2 separate regions of the Sus scrofa genome follow, and region 1 is linked to region 2. The links are chromatin contacts, called in public promoter capture Hi-C maps. All regions are on one chromosome and are shown on one strand. Each heading gives the region's core, a stretch centred on a gene start, on an enhancer-like site or on the middle of the called end of the contact. The rest is flanking DNA. Distances are from core to core; before and after follow the strand shown.

Region 1 (6,545 bases), core at 797-3,296, 170 kb after region 2:
AAAACTAAGAAATAATTTAACCACACTTAGAATCAAACTAGCATTTTTTTAACATAACTACATATAGATAATATCACTGTATGGTCCATATTACAGTCTAAAATATGAATTTAACATTAACACCTTTGTCAATTAAAAATTTAAAAATATAGATGAGTTACATGGAAAAGTCAAATATTCCATATTTTTTTTTAACTACATATAGATAATATCACTGTATGGTCCACATTACAGTCTAAAATATGAATCTAACATTAACACCTTTGTCAATTAAATATTTTAAAATATAGATGAGTTACATGGAAAAGTCAAATATTCCATATTTTGCTTTTTTTTCCTAAGAATTAATTTTTAAGTTGTATTTTTCATGGATGGAGTAAGAAAGCAATAAAGCAGGGCATTACAATTATTGATAATGCTGGAATCTAATATACAACACAAATGAATCTTTCCACAGAAAAGAAAATCATGGACATGAAAAACAGACTTGTGGTTGCCAAGGGGGAGGGGAAGGGGGAGGGAGTGGGATGGATTGGGAATTTGGGGCTAATAGATGCAAACTATTGCCTTTGGAATGGACAAGCAATGAGAGCCTCCTGTACAGCACTGGGAACTTTGTCTAGTCACTTATGATGGAGCATGATAATGTGAGAAAAAAGAATGTATACATGTATATGTAACTGGGTCAGCTTTCTGTACAATAGAAAATTGACAGAACACTGTAAACCAGTTATAACGGAAAAAATACAAGTCATTATTTAAAAAACAATTATTGATAATGAATGTGTTCGTAAGTAAGTGAGTGTGGAAAATGTTGGTCTTTTTATTTGTTTTCATTTAGTAAACATTTACTATGCTCTAACTCTGTGTTAGGTACTGTGTGCTAACCAGTGGGAATATAATGATGAATTACACCTGATAACTACCCTTCTGATGCAGCCACAGAACATAGAATTCTGGGGTCGGGCGAGGTTGGAGGGTGTAAATGATTTAGGGGAATAAGGAATGAAAAACGGAATTTTTCGTTAGACCAGACACTGGAGTTACATGTGATAATCCCATCCACGTTCCTTTGAGGAAACCAACTCTGGGATATTGAACACCTCGTCCAAGTTGACTCCATTAACTAAGAGCAGCACTAGAGTGTAAACCTAGACTTGCCTGGATCCTGGAGGCAAAGGACGCCTGATAGCCTGTATCCCAATAGTTCTTGAATACAGAGCACGGTCCCTCTGGCCTGGTGTTCAGCATGATCTCGTCCATTCTCCAAAGGCCATGTGAGCTCTGCAAACGGACTACCGTTTATTGGGTGATCCGTTTCTCTGTTACTCTCCTCCCTGAGGCTAAGAGGGCTCAGTTGCTTAAGTTTTCACTAGCTGGCAGGGGCAATTAGAGAAGAAGGTAAAATTTATCCTCCCCCCCAAGTATAGTATTATTACATATATATTAGCAGCTCACTATTTGTTGCCATTACATTGATGTAAACTCTGATATTTGCATTACTTCATGGAGGTTTGGACCTCAGTTTCCTCACCTGTGGATTATAGAAGAAACCATCTAACATCTTTCAAGAGGAAGTAGCCAAATAGCTTTAAGATTGTATAATTCCAGTTCTTCACTGCTGTATCAGAAACAGTTTTTCGTGCTTCATAAACGTTGCATGGATAACTAGAACGGATTTTAAAAGCCAGTATTTGAGAGAGAGAAGCGCCCGGTCATTTGGATGCCCTACTTTGCTCCTCCTAGAAGATGTGGTTAGGCAGGAGTGCCCCGCTGCCCGGCTCCAACAAAGGGCCGGCAGAGCGTGCTCGGCAGAAAACTCCAGAGTACCCTGCCAACCTCAGATCCACCCTTGCTTTCCTTTCCCGGCCACTCGGGCCCCTGCTCTCAGTCCCGGGCCGATCGGCGGGTGGAAAGGGCACCGGGCCCCTTTAAATGCTAATGAAGTCGATGCCCAACTCGGGAGCCAACTCTCTCCACCCTCTTCCCTCTCCGGCCGGTGCGCCGCCTAGAAAAACTTGCGCGGGGCCATTTTTGGGGCAGTAAGATCGAGCGAGGAGCCCAAGAGCGAGCGCACAGCCCGAGAGCTCGAGCCGCCTCCGCCGCGAGACCCACCTCGGCCGCCGCCGCCCGCGCCACGAGATCCGCACCGGCCTCCCCGAGAGCGAGCCCCGGCCGCCGCGACCTCCAGCTGCGCTAACCGCCGACCAACCGCCACCGAGGTGCCCGAGGGAGAGCGGAGGAGGCGGCATGAGCGAGGCGGGCGAGGCCACCACCACCAGCACCACCAGCACCACTACCACCACCACCACCCTCCCGCAGGCTCCGGCGGAGGCGGCCGCCGCGGCCCCCCAGGACCCCGCGCCCAAGAGCCCGGCGGGCAGCGGCGCGCCCCAGGCCGCCGCCCCGGCGCCCGCCGCCCTGGTAGCGGGCAACCCGGGTGGAGACGCGGCCCCCGCGGCCCCCACGGCCCCGGGCACCGCGGCCCCCGCCTCTTCGGCCGCCGCGGGCAGTGAAGACGCGGAGAAGAAAGTTCTCGGTGAGTCAGGCCCGGGAGGATGGAGGCTGCCCCGGGAGGAGCGGGCGGCCGCGGAGCACGTGTGGGCAGCTCCCACGCCTGTCCCGCTCCGCGGGAGGCCTGACAGCACGGGGTCCCCGGGGACCTCGGGTCCCTGGCGCAGGTGGCCAGTCCCCCAGGCGCTGCCAGGTGAGCGCGCGGCGCCCTGCGCTCCCCGCCGCCTGAGCGCGTCCCTTCAGGTCCCAGGCCCGTGAGGGACGGGACTTAACTTGGATCCCCTGGGCACGCACTGTCGCACACTCCCATGGCGAAGCATCCCTCCGGACAAAGGGGAAAGGAGCGGCGGTCGGGAAAGAGGATCCAGATTTGGGATAGATGCGGATGTAGGGATGGGACAGCACCCACGTGGGACGGGGACATAGTAGTCCTCGCCTAGGTTCTGGGTGAGGAGAGCATTTCCTTCGGGGGAGAGGAAGGCGCCGGACCAGACGGGAGGGAAAGGTGCAAAGGCATCTTGCTGGGAAGGCTCAGGTGTCTGTCCCTGACGCCCTTCCCACGGGGGCGCAGGAACGAGGCCACGCTTCTGTCGGCCACATGTCGGCGGAGAGGTGTTGCAATCCTCTCCGGGAAACTTGGGCTTTGGTCCCTCGTCCCCCTCCCTCTCTGCCCGCTGCTGCAAAGAACCAGTCAGTGTTTTCCAATCCCTACACATTTGCTTCTTCCCGGATTGTGGGAAAGCATTTGGTGCAGCAGCTGAAAAAACTTCGTCGGAAGTGTGGGTATGACGTTAGTTCGCAGCATCGTTATCTTGGGACTTGGAACTCCGGGAAGGAGATCGGAAGAGGAGCCATACAGGTCGGGGGTGGGGGAGCAGGGCATAACAAAAGGCGTCTGTGGTGGTTGGTGGTTTTATCGAATATTTCAGCATTCTCTCCTGAAGTAAAGCCCTAGGTGGGGCCTTAAACCGGTTTACAGAGCAGGTGGGTGGGGAATAAGTTCTCTAAAGGGTGTGTGCTGTAACATTCCCTCTTTTTTTAAAACAGGGAAGGTAAGAGATGCTGTGGGATGCTTCCAAGAAGTTTTCAGTATTTTGGATAGGGCATGTTTGATCTGAGTCTTGCTTGCCCAGTTTTCGAAGAAGAAAATTGGGGGAATAATGTAAAGAAAAGTTTAATAAGATTCCGATTCCATGTTTCCTGCCTTGAGAGGCCTCTTTTCATGCCCCCCCCTTCCTCCCCTGGGCTAAATTTTATTCAGTTAACTGTCAAACAGCGTGCTAAATGTAATATGTGTAGGGTTAAGAAGCCAAATAGCTCTCATATCGCTGGACTTAAAAGTTGCTTTAAGTCTAGTAAGGTTTGCATGGTGATATAGTTTCCAACAAGTGTTCCTTGGAACACTTCCATGCAAAATGCCAGAGAGGCAACCTTGGCCTACCCAAAGCAGTGTTAAGATCTATTCTTAATGATAATTTATTTGCCTTTAAGGGAGATTTTGCAGCTTTTCCCTTGATCTGACTAAACTTCTGAATTTTAAACCGAAGCAGATATCTTTAAAGATGAAGGAAACAGATAACATTAAAATTTCCTCAACCACCAACTGCTTTTAAGTCTGTAGCACATCCTGGTGATGAGTCTGGAGGTCTTGGATCTTTCCACTGTCACTTCAACTCTCAAAAGCAAGGACAGCCTTCCACATGACATTTCAACACCGTCTCTGTCCAGTGTGTTCTGCCATCAACTTTCCTTAGCCAAGCAAACACATGGGTGCCTAAAATGTGCCAGACACAGGGCTGACTGAAATTGAATTCTGGTTTGGGATTTTCCCATTCCAGTGTTTTTGTTTTGTTTTGTTTGTGTTTTTTAATTTTAACAAACGGTCTTTAACTTCAGTGTATAGTCAGGAAAAGTAGTTTACCTGACCATAAGAACACTTCCCTTCTGGAACATCTTTGAAGCTTAATGGTCTTCAACTTTGTCTCCACATCCCTTTCTGTGCATGGGAAGTGAGTTGATGGTTTTCAAGCAAGAAGTGTGCATGAATGTGTTTGGTCTTATTAACTCATTGGGAATATTTGTGGAATTCAGAAATTTTTAAAAACTGCATTGGGAATAAAAATTATCTTCAGTCTGGAGTTATACTTGCAAATCACTTTCATCTTTGTCCTTCTTTGTGTTGTTTTTCCAATCAAGATTATGCCTTTGGCAGTGCCTATAGACATTAACTCTATGAAAATGAATCAAAAAAGAGTTCCTAGCTTTATGTTTTCCTTACATTCCTCTAGGTCATTAATTTGGGGGCAAAGGAAAGGAGACACAAAAAAGCATATCATTTGACATACTAAGTGATTTAAAAGCATATGATTTATCAAAAAACAGTCTTCTCTGTGCATTTGGATTGAAAACATAAAATGGCTTTTTCTTCTTTGCCCTGCAGCTCTAGTTAAAATGGCCTAAAACTGAAGATTTTAATGGTTTAAAATATCTCTTCATTGGAGATGTATTCCTTACTTGGAATTAGAGCTGGAGATTGCTCAGTAAATGGTGGGCTGGATGGCTTTGAAGGCATAAAGAGTTTTTTGTCTTTTTTTATTCTTTTTATAGAGAGCTGAAATACTTCCTCAAGCCTATCAACCCAGCAAAACTCAGAACTAACCCTGCCCACAGCAAAGCAAGTCCTAATTACTATTTCAGTCTTGATTTTTAAAACAGAATCCTTATTGTTTATGCTTGAAAATTAAAAACTTTGTATCTCACAGAGAGGCATAGACTAATGTTAATTGTTATGTTCATTCTCTACTAAGCTTTTTTCTTTTTTAAAGTTACTCTGTAGTCAGATTTCCTGTTTCAGTGAGTCTTGATAATTGCTTTATGCATTTCCTGAATTTAGACATAGGCATTTCCTAGAGGTACTGGGTTTGGTATTTAAAGTTAATTCAAAGGAGTCATCTAAAATCATAAATGATTGAAATAAATTTGAATCTACAAAGTACAAGTTCTATGACCATACTCTTTGTTCAGATTCCTTCTCTTGAATTGTGTTAACATCTGGCATTGTACAGAAGTGGTCCTACTCATGATGGAACATAGAGACAGTAATCAAGTTAAAGAGAGGAGTTTTATACGAAAATGCTGAGTTTGATTCCCACCAACTGCTGGAGAGTAGGGTAAACAATGAAATAGAATCCCAAGTTCATCACTGGTTTGAAAGGGCCTGTTACATCATGTCTCAGGGTGGTAAGTACAGAACTGGGCTGAGACAGACATCAGTTCTATTATTACTCTTGACTCCTCTGATAGGCCCCCATCTGGCATGGAGACAAGTTTCTTCAGGTCTTTGTAGATTAGCTATTAACAAGGAGCTACTATTTCACTATTTGAAGTTTGCCTACTATTTCAAAGTGTGAATGTGACGTGTGACGTCGTTGGTACTTACCTTGTTCGCATGTCTACAGTTGCTCTCATTTTGACCCTTCTTTTGTGCTTAAAATTTTTTTTTCTGTGTTAAAACTTGAAAGAGCACATTTCCGTGGTGTTTTGCCTTAAACGGTGTTTCTCAATTTTAATTACTGTGGAGTGTATAGACTTAGGACCATTCCTTAGGACATTACTGAAAAGTTTAACAAAGAGGAAAGGTTTCTGTCTTCCGAACAGTATTTCCCTGTGATGTTTTCACTTGCTCCATTTTCTGTTCCCAGTATACTATGGAGTTAAGCTTTTAATGGTTTCCTCAAGTATGTTTAGGCTTTAAATAATGCTATCAAGACCTTAGTGATATGAGCTCTATCTCTTTGTAGGTCAGATACTAATTTATCTGCTTAATCCTATTTTAGCCACCAAAGTCCTTGGCACTGTCAAATGGTTCAACGTCAGAAATGGATATGGATTTATAAATCGGTATGTGTGCACACATCTCTGCATGTTTTAAATGCACAACGTGTCATGGCACCTGCTGTTGGGGCTCTTTATCATTCTTTATTAATGGCTTATATAAGTTATAAGATTTCTGAACATGTAAATATTCTCAT
Region 2 (7,136 bases), core at 3,561-6,060:
CTGCATTGCTGTGGCTCTGGTGTAGGCTGGTGGCTACAGCTCTGATTAGACCCCTAGCCTGGGAACCTCCATATGCCGCACGTGTGGCCCTGGAAAAGACTAAAAAAAAAAAGACAAAAAAAAAAAAATTCCCTATCCATTTAAAAAAATCAAATCCCTCATCAACTGTACCTTTAGAGATAAACTTGAGAATCACTTGTGGGTTGGCCAGTTGCTATGACCTTGGGGAAGTTGCTTAAACTTGCTCAATCTTAGTTTCCTTATCTGAAAAGTGATGAAAATATCTTCCTCATAGGGTATTTGATAGAATTATGGAGATCATATAAGTACATAAATTTTTATATTCCTGGTATTAAAAACTCAATAAAACTTCAAAAATATGCTAATAGTGATGATACACTCTTTTAGATAAGTAATCACATGAATTTTTACCCTCAATTAAAAAATTCTTTAAAAAATCTCGTTCCCTTACCTTTAGGTTGTATGTTACTATGATCACTATTTCTCTTTAAACTATAACGTAGTCACCATTCCCCAGCATTTTTCTTTTTTGTCAGTTATACTGCATAAACAAGTTTTTTCTTTATTCATCAGAATTATGCCACCTCTTAGCTTCTTCAAGTTTAGATACCTCTGGATCAATCAATATTCATCATGCCCTGAAAAAGCTCAATTTATGGGTAATAAAGTAGATGACTTTAGTATCAGGGACACATATCTTTCTTTTATTAACTGATGATTACTTGTAGAAAAATCAACTAATTTGGCATTCATTCAACAATATTTATTTATCTATTTGCATTAGGCAATATTCTAGGCTGGGGATAGAGCAAAGAAAAAAAAAATCTTTGGCTTTATGGATGTGAGCTGAAAGGATTCCAAGAGGAATAAAATTACTTTTAAATTAGAATAACAAATGGATAATAATAAGTGGGCAGGGCAAAAATCTTTTCTCCCATGGGAAACTTCATTAGGTTATATATTGTAGGATAAAAGGTACATATCTAGTTTTAAAATGTGACAAATAAATGGTAAATCATGGAGATTTCATTCACTTCCTACTGTATATACCAGCTATTACAGGCTGTAAAATTCAATAGGATGGAATACCTTCCCTCACAAAGCTTCTAATCAAGTTGTGGGATATAATAAATCTACTAAAGTGCCTTAATTTCTTCAAAAGACTAATATGAAGAAAAAAGTTGAAGAAGGCACTTGTTCATGTAGCCACCCAAATGGAGCATCTGTGGATGTCACTATTCCAGAGCTAATGGCAGCCATTCTTTTGTGTTACAAATTGGGACATTAGGGCCTCTAGGAAATAGTGATGCCCATCAATAGTCAGCCCACTGGCAATACTGATTTCATTTATCAAGTTACATTTCCGATATTTAATTTTTTTCTTTTTTGCATTTTTAGGGCCGCACACATGGCATATGGAGGTTCCCAGGCTAGGGGTCCAATCAGAGCTGTAGCCTCCAGCCTAGGCCACAGCCACAGCAACGCCAGATCCAAGCCAAGTCTTCGACCTACACCACAGCTCATGGCAATGCCAGATCCTTTACCCACTGAATGAGGCCAGGGATCGAACCTGCGTCCTCATGGATACTAATCAGATTCGTTTCCGCTGAGCTCCTCTAATATTTTAGACTAAAATGTTTCAGTTACTGCACTTTCACAGCAATCTGTAATTACCAAGGGGAGAGATTATACCAAGGGAAACTGTCTTCTTGGATTTTTCTTTTTTAACACATTTGATAGTTAATGTACAATTAGGCACAAATAAGGCAGCCTCTGAAAATGGCATAGGTTGATAATAACACAGCCCCTAGACTGATTAAAAATGAATCTAATCTGTAATCTCAGCACTGGGAAAAACTTACTGGAAAAATTAATGTCTAAGTTTACTTAAAATACAAGTAGAATAACCATAGACCAAAAAAAAAAAAAAAAGAAAGAAAGAAAAAGAAAGACAAAGGAAAAAAAAAACGCAGAAGGAAGTTAAAGTGCTCTAGTTTGGCTGGAGACAAGGAAAGAAGGGCAGGAAGAACGATTTACCCAAAGCCAGATATGGTATTGGAGGGGGCACTTATTTTACAACCCTGGTAGTATACTTGTTTGTTGGATACAACTAACAGAATATAGAACCCTACAGTTTAAATCTCTACCCTAGCAAATAATTGCCCCTTTCAGCGCAAATGTCTCCCCTAGTATCTTCCTGGAGGATCTTCTCCACAAAGACAGGGTCAGGACCCTACAAATCTCCTTCAGGACTAAAACCCTCCACTGGAAAAGCAGGCACTCCAAATGAGAATTTTAAGTTTTATTCACACGTTAATGAGATATGCTGTAATGACAAACACTGTTTATTGTGTATACATCAAGCACTAAGTCAGGTTTATTTTTAATTCTCAGGCTGATTTTTCAAGATGAGTATTTTTACTCTCATTTGATAGAACTGAGGAAACTGAAGTTTAGACAAGATCAATGGCCTCCACAAAATTTGTTTGCATTTTAACAGACGTCTGTCTGATTTAAAAACTTTTACTCTGGTGCTCTTAACCACTGGTGTACATTTCGATTACCTGGAGGACTTTTAAAAATGAAATTCAAATTATTTTTTAATCAAAGAAAATATATAGATGGATAAGAAAAATCAAGAAAAATCAAATAATACTGTTAGACTGGTAATGGAAAACAGCAATCCTCCACATTTTCTCTGCCCATCCCTGATTTTCTTTCTCCAGAGACAATCACTTTTAACTCTTAGGTGGTCCTTATTGTACTTTTTTCTAAGTAACATGTTTATATTACCTTTTTATCAACTTTTCTGATTAGATCTTGATTGATTCTCCCTCATTATGCATACATCTCCTCTCCAATCTCCCCAATGTTACCTAATAATTTGTTACATTATATTTTCAGCATTTACATAATTATGACTGATGTTATATAACTAATACTATTCACAGTTGAATTATGCAGAATAGTTTTTAAACAACATCTTACGTTTTCTGGGGGTTCATAATTACTCAGCTTTGTGCCTAATTTAAAAAAATCTACAGACAACTAAATTATCTCCAGACTCTCTAAATACCAAAAATCTCTTGATTCTATATTCAAACACATCAGGTAATGCATGTTTTTCTTTTTGAGACATACCACCAGAACTGTCATCTTTAGGCATTTCTTGTTGACTTCATGCTGTTTCCCTCTCTTTTCCTCTTTCATAATTATTTTTAGCAACTTCATGGCTATTGCTTAATTAATAAAATGCCCTCTTCCCCATCAACAACAGACGGTATCTCCCAACTTTCCATTTTATAAGGACTCCACCACCATTCCATGTACCTCCTCCCTCCATCCTCACTGGAAACTGCTTTTACACCATTAAGGCTGACAACACTTGCATTCAACTTTGTAACCATAATTAAGTATCCTTTTAAAAAGATGAAGAACATAAATAGCATTTACATTATTTAAATGCTATTCAATAAATCGCCAAGCTTTGTGCTATGCCTGGATTTCCTTCTCTTTGGCTCCAAGGTCTTTGAACTGCATGCTACTTATAGGGACATTGAAATGGAAGCCACTTTCTTACACTCCAACCCTCTGATCCAAATCTTGCTGCACTTTACATTGTTTGGTATCTGAAGGATGCATTTCCTGTACAGTTTGTTTTGTTGTTGTTTTAATAAAAGTATCTTTTCTTTTTGGCCACAGCTTGCAGGGCTTGATGTAGGATCTCGGTTCTAGGACCAGGGATTGAACTCCAGCCACAGGAGCGGTGAAAGCAGCAAATCCTAACCACTAGTCAACCAGGAAACTCCCTCACTGAAAGTTTCTGATGATGTGTTTTCTTTTGTGGGATAAAGAAAACCTATGCCTGCACGTTATAGTCTTAAAATCTTAAGCTTGTAAGTCATTCAATGTCCTGTTTATAATCCAGTCTCTTAGTAGCCTTCCCTTTTTATAACGCATCTTGCTTGTCTCGTTTGTTTTAAAGACGCACAGCTTCTTAAACACCGTCGTGGGTCTTAACTGAAGTTTTCTATTCCTGGAGTCGCGTACCTCTTCCTCGTTTCGCCAGCGCTTTGGAGGCAGACGCAGTTAGGGAGACGGGCTGAAAGCGGAGAGCGCAGCCCCGACCGTGGCCAGGCACTCTCGCGAGATACCGGGGCTCCTCGCCCTCAGCTCCGCCGCGCCGCGGAGGCGCCTGGGAGTCGGCCATCATGCAGGCCGGTGGTACTGGCTGCTTACTCAGGGCTCTAGAAGTGTACCTGCAAGCGGATGTTGAGGACCACGGAGCCCGCGATGTAGAAGTAGGGGAAGTTCATGCGCAGCTGCCAGGCCAGCTCGAAGAAAGCAAGCAGGGTGCGGGAGAGCCCCTTGCAGAAGACGCCGTACGAGCTGGGGGCCACGGCCTGGGTCGGGCCCCTCAGGGCCAAGGATGACGGAGCCGACGTAGTAGCCATGGACCGGTTATCGCCGCTCGCCCGGTGCTGTGCCTGGAGCCGAGGGTGATCGCCCACCCGCGAACCCCCGACTGACGGCCTTGATCACGAGGCGCCAGGGGCTAAGCGGCCGCTTGGCTCACTCTCGCTCCTCACGCAGCCGCTGCTACTTCCCAAGCGGCGCGGAGACCGGGGGCAGCCGCTGGCGCTCCGCCCCTTCCTGTCTGCTGCTTAAAATGATATTCCGCATTTAGAGTTTAACTGTTGGTAGGTCCGAGGGGTTATTCATATATATGCTATACAGTTATTTTTTATAGCAGATACAAACAGCCTTACATACTCTTTTCACTTTAAAATGAAAAAAAAAAAAGTAGAATTCTGTAATTTTCCATAGGGTACAGTCCAAAGCCTACGTTAAAACTCAGGTTTGTCTGCTTTGTGATTTGGGCTGCGAACCAGAAATCTTACCCTTTTGATTTAATAACATTAACTTTAATATCAGGGCAAGATGATCGTATACAAGTTTGGGCACAAAGGTTTTGTATTCAGAACATACTATAACGTAAAAGGATCACAATATTGGGCGGTGGGTTTATTATAACGACTATTTCAATTGCAAGTGTCAGAAATTACATATTTAAGCAAATACACATATACACGTATATACTTTTTTCAGTACATGTTATACACAATATCAAATTCCTACCCGTGTAAACCTATGAAGAGTCCTTATTAGGTATGGAGGCTTGTATCATTTCTGCATGAAGATGCACCTATAAAATATGTGGCTGGGCCCTAATGCTTGGAATACTACTTACCTTTACTCCCAAACTCTGAATAGGCTTAGGGTAACATCATACTGGATGGTTCTTAACCACATATTTTTCTGGTGTTCAAATAATGCCCACCTCATTATCCTCTGTAATCTCTTAAACTAGTAAGCACTGTATTTTTTCCTTATAAACAACCTCTACTTTCATGAGTTATTCAGAAATGTGACCCTGATCATAACCTTCAGCTCAGTCTAGTTCTGAAAAGCATTGTTGATGAAATATCCCACATCTCACCCTTCACTGAATAATTGTAAATATTCAAAGCACAATTAATGTGTTCCAGAAGACTTCTCTTTCTGTACATCATACTCATGATAAGATTGGTACAAATAACATGCATTGTGTGATTTGTAAAACTCACGTATCCTCAGCTAGAATTTCTTTTGCTAAGATTGGTACAAATAATGTGCATTGTGTGATTTGTAAAACTCACGTATCCTCAGCTAGGATTTCTTTTGCTAAGATTGGTACAAATAACGTGCATTGTGTGATTTATAAAACTCAAGTATCCTCAGCTAGAATTTCTTTTGCTACTTTGCTGTGTCAATACTAACTCAGCGACTAGACAGCACTTAGAGGAACTGATTACCTGTTACCTAAGACAACTTCTAAAATACAGATATAGAGACTGAAGAGTAGTGTAAAATGAATGACAACTCTGAAAACCAGGAGGTGTATAGTGCCAGTGTAGAAGTACAATTTACCCTTTCTGAAAATTGAAAGACTATTAGAGGTATTGTGTCCCAGAAGTCATTAAGTCCTTGGGTCTTCCATTTCTAACTCCATAACACCGTGGACTCATTCTTTTCCAGTGTTCTGCACACCCCCATGCCCCTTTCAGCTCTGGTTAACTCCATGAAGACCCTGTTTTCTAGTTTGGAAGTGAAGCAGCCCTTTACTTCCAACATGGCTAGGTTGATGTCCTGTTCCATTTGGAAAGGACTACTCAAAGAAGAGCAATCACAAATCTCCAGCTCCTACTCATTAATGCTGTAGAGCTGACGAAAGATTTCTATCAAGTGAAACTGGCAGTGGAGGGTGGGACAAGACCAGTATTTTACATGGTTGTGGTTTTTATTTTGTCCCGTGATCTTAGGACTTAAGTGACCCATCCACACTCTTTGCCAAGTAGGCACATGTAAGTAAGCTTTCAGCAGGAACATGTCTTAAACTATTTCTCTAGACGATACCTATTAACCCTTTCCTAGTCTTTCTTAACCTTCTATTGTTAACCCTGTGTTCCCAGTTTATTACTTTCTCTTGGCTTTAGTTTAATGATGCTTTGAAAAAGTTTTAAGGTGAGCTGCAGCAGATCTTCAAAGTACCTTACTGGCAAATTATCAACTCCTTTTTAAAAAGAATTTGCCAATATTATTCTAATATTGACCAATTAGTTGAGTGTATATGTTTATGTTTATTTCCAGGCTTTCTATTCGATTCCATTGAACTATGTATCTTTTTATGACAATACCATTTGCTCTGATGATTACAGCTTGTGCTATAGTTTGAAATCAGGATTTGTAATACTCTCAGCTTTGTTCTTCTTTTTCAGGATTGCTTTGTTCAGGGCCTTTTGTGGTTCCATAGAAAATTTAAGATTTTTTTCTATTTATGTGAAAGATTCTATTTTAAGATTGCATTCAACCTATAGATCTCTTGTAATGATACAGACATATTAACAATATAATTCTTCCAATCCATGAGTGTGGAATAGCTTTCAACTTACATATATCTTCATTTTATTCAATTTCTTTTATCAATGTCTTGTTAAATTTCTTTTATCAATGTTTTGCAGTTTTCAGTGTACAGATTTTTTTAACCCCATTAAATATATTCCTAGGTATTTTAT

The links. Promoter capture Hi-C pulls out the DNA fragments that hold promoters and counts their contacts.
Region 1: a promoter capture Hi-C map of liver shows a contact between it and region 2, with 4 times the contacts expected there. The contact joins the promoter of YBX3 here to the promoter of SMIM10L1 in region 2. A contact is called at or near these places in 2 of 5 promoter capture datasets (fetal liver and liver), 1 of 47 Hi-C or Micro-C datasets (skeletal muscle) and 1 of 2 datasets of contacts at active chromatin or transcription factors (alveolar macrophages).

Annotation. Positions count from the first base shown.
Region 1 is chr5:61,335,822-61,342,366 of Sscrofa11.1, forward strand. YBX3 (Y-box-binding protein 3) reads left to right here and starts at 2,047. Exons shown (of 10, transcript XM_003126475.3): 1 at 2,047-2,539; 2 at 6,351-6,414. The coding sequence starts at 2,251.
Region 2 is chr5:61,158,637-61,165,772 of Sscrofa11.1, forward strand. It overlaps SMIM10L1 (small integral membrane protein 10-like protein 1), which reads right to left and starts at 4,811. Exons shown (of 1, transcript XM_003355574.4): 1 at 2,309-4,811. The coding sequence starts at 4,475. The coding sequence ends at 4,269.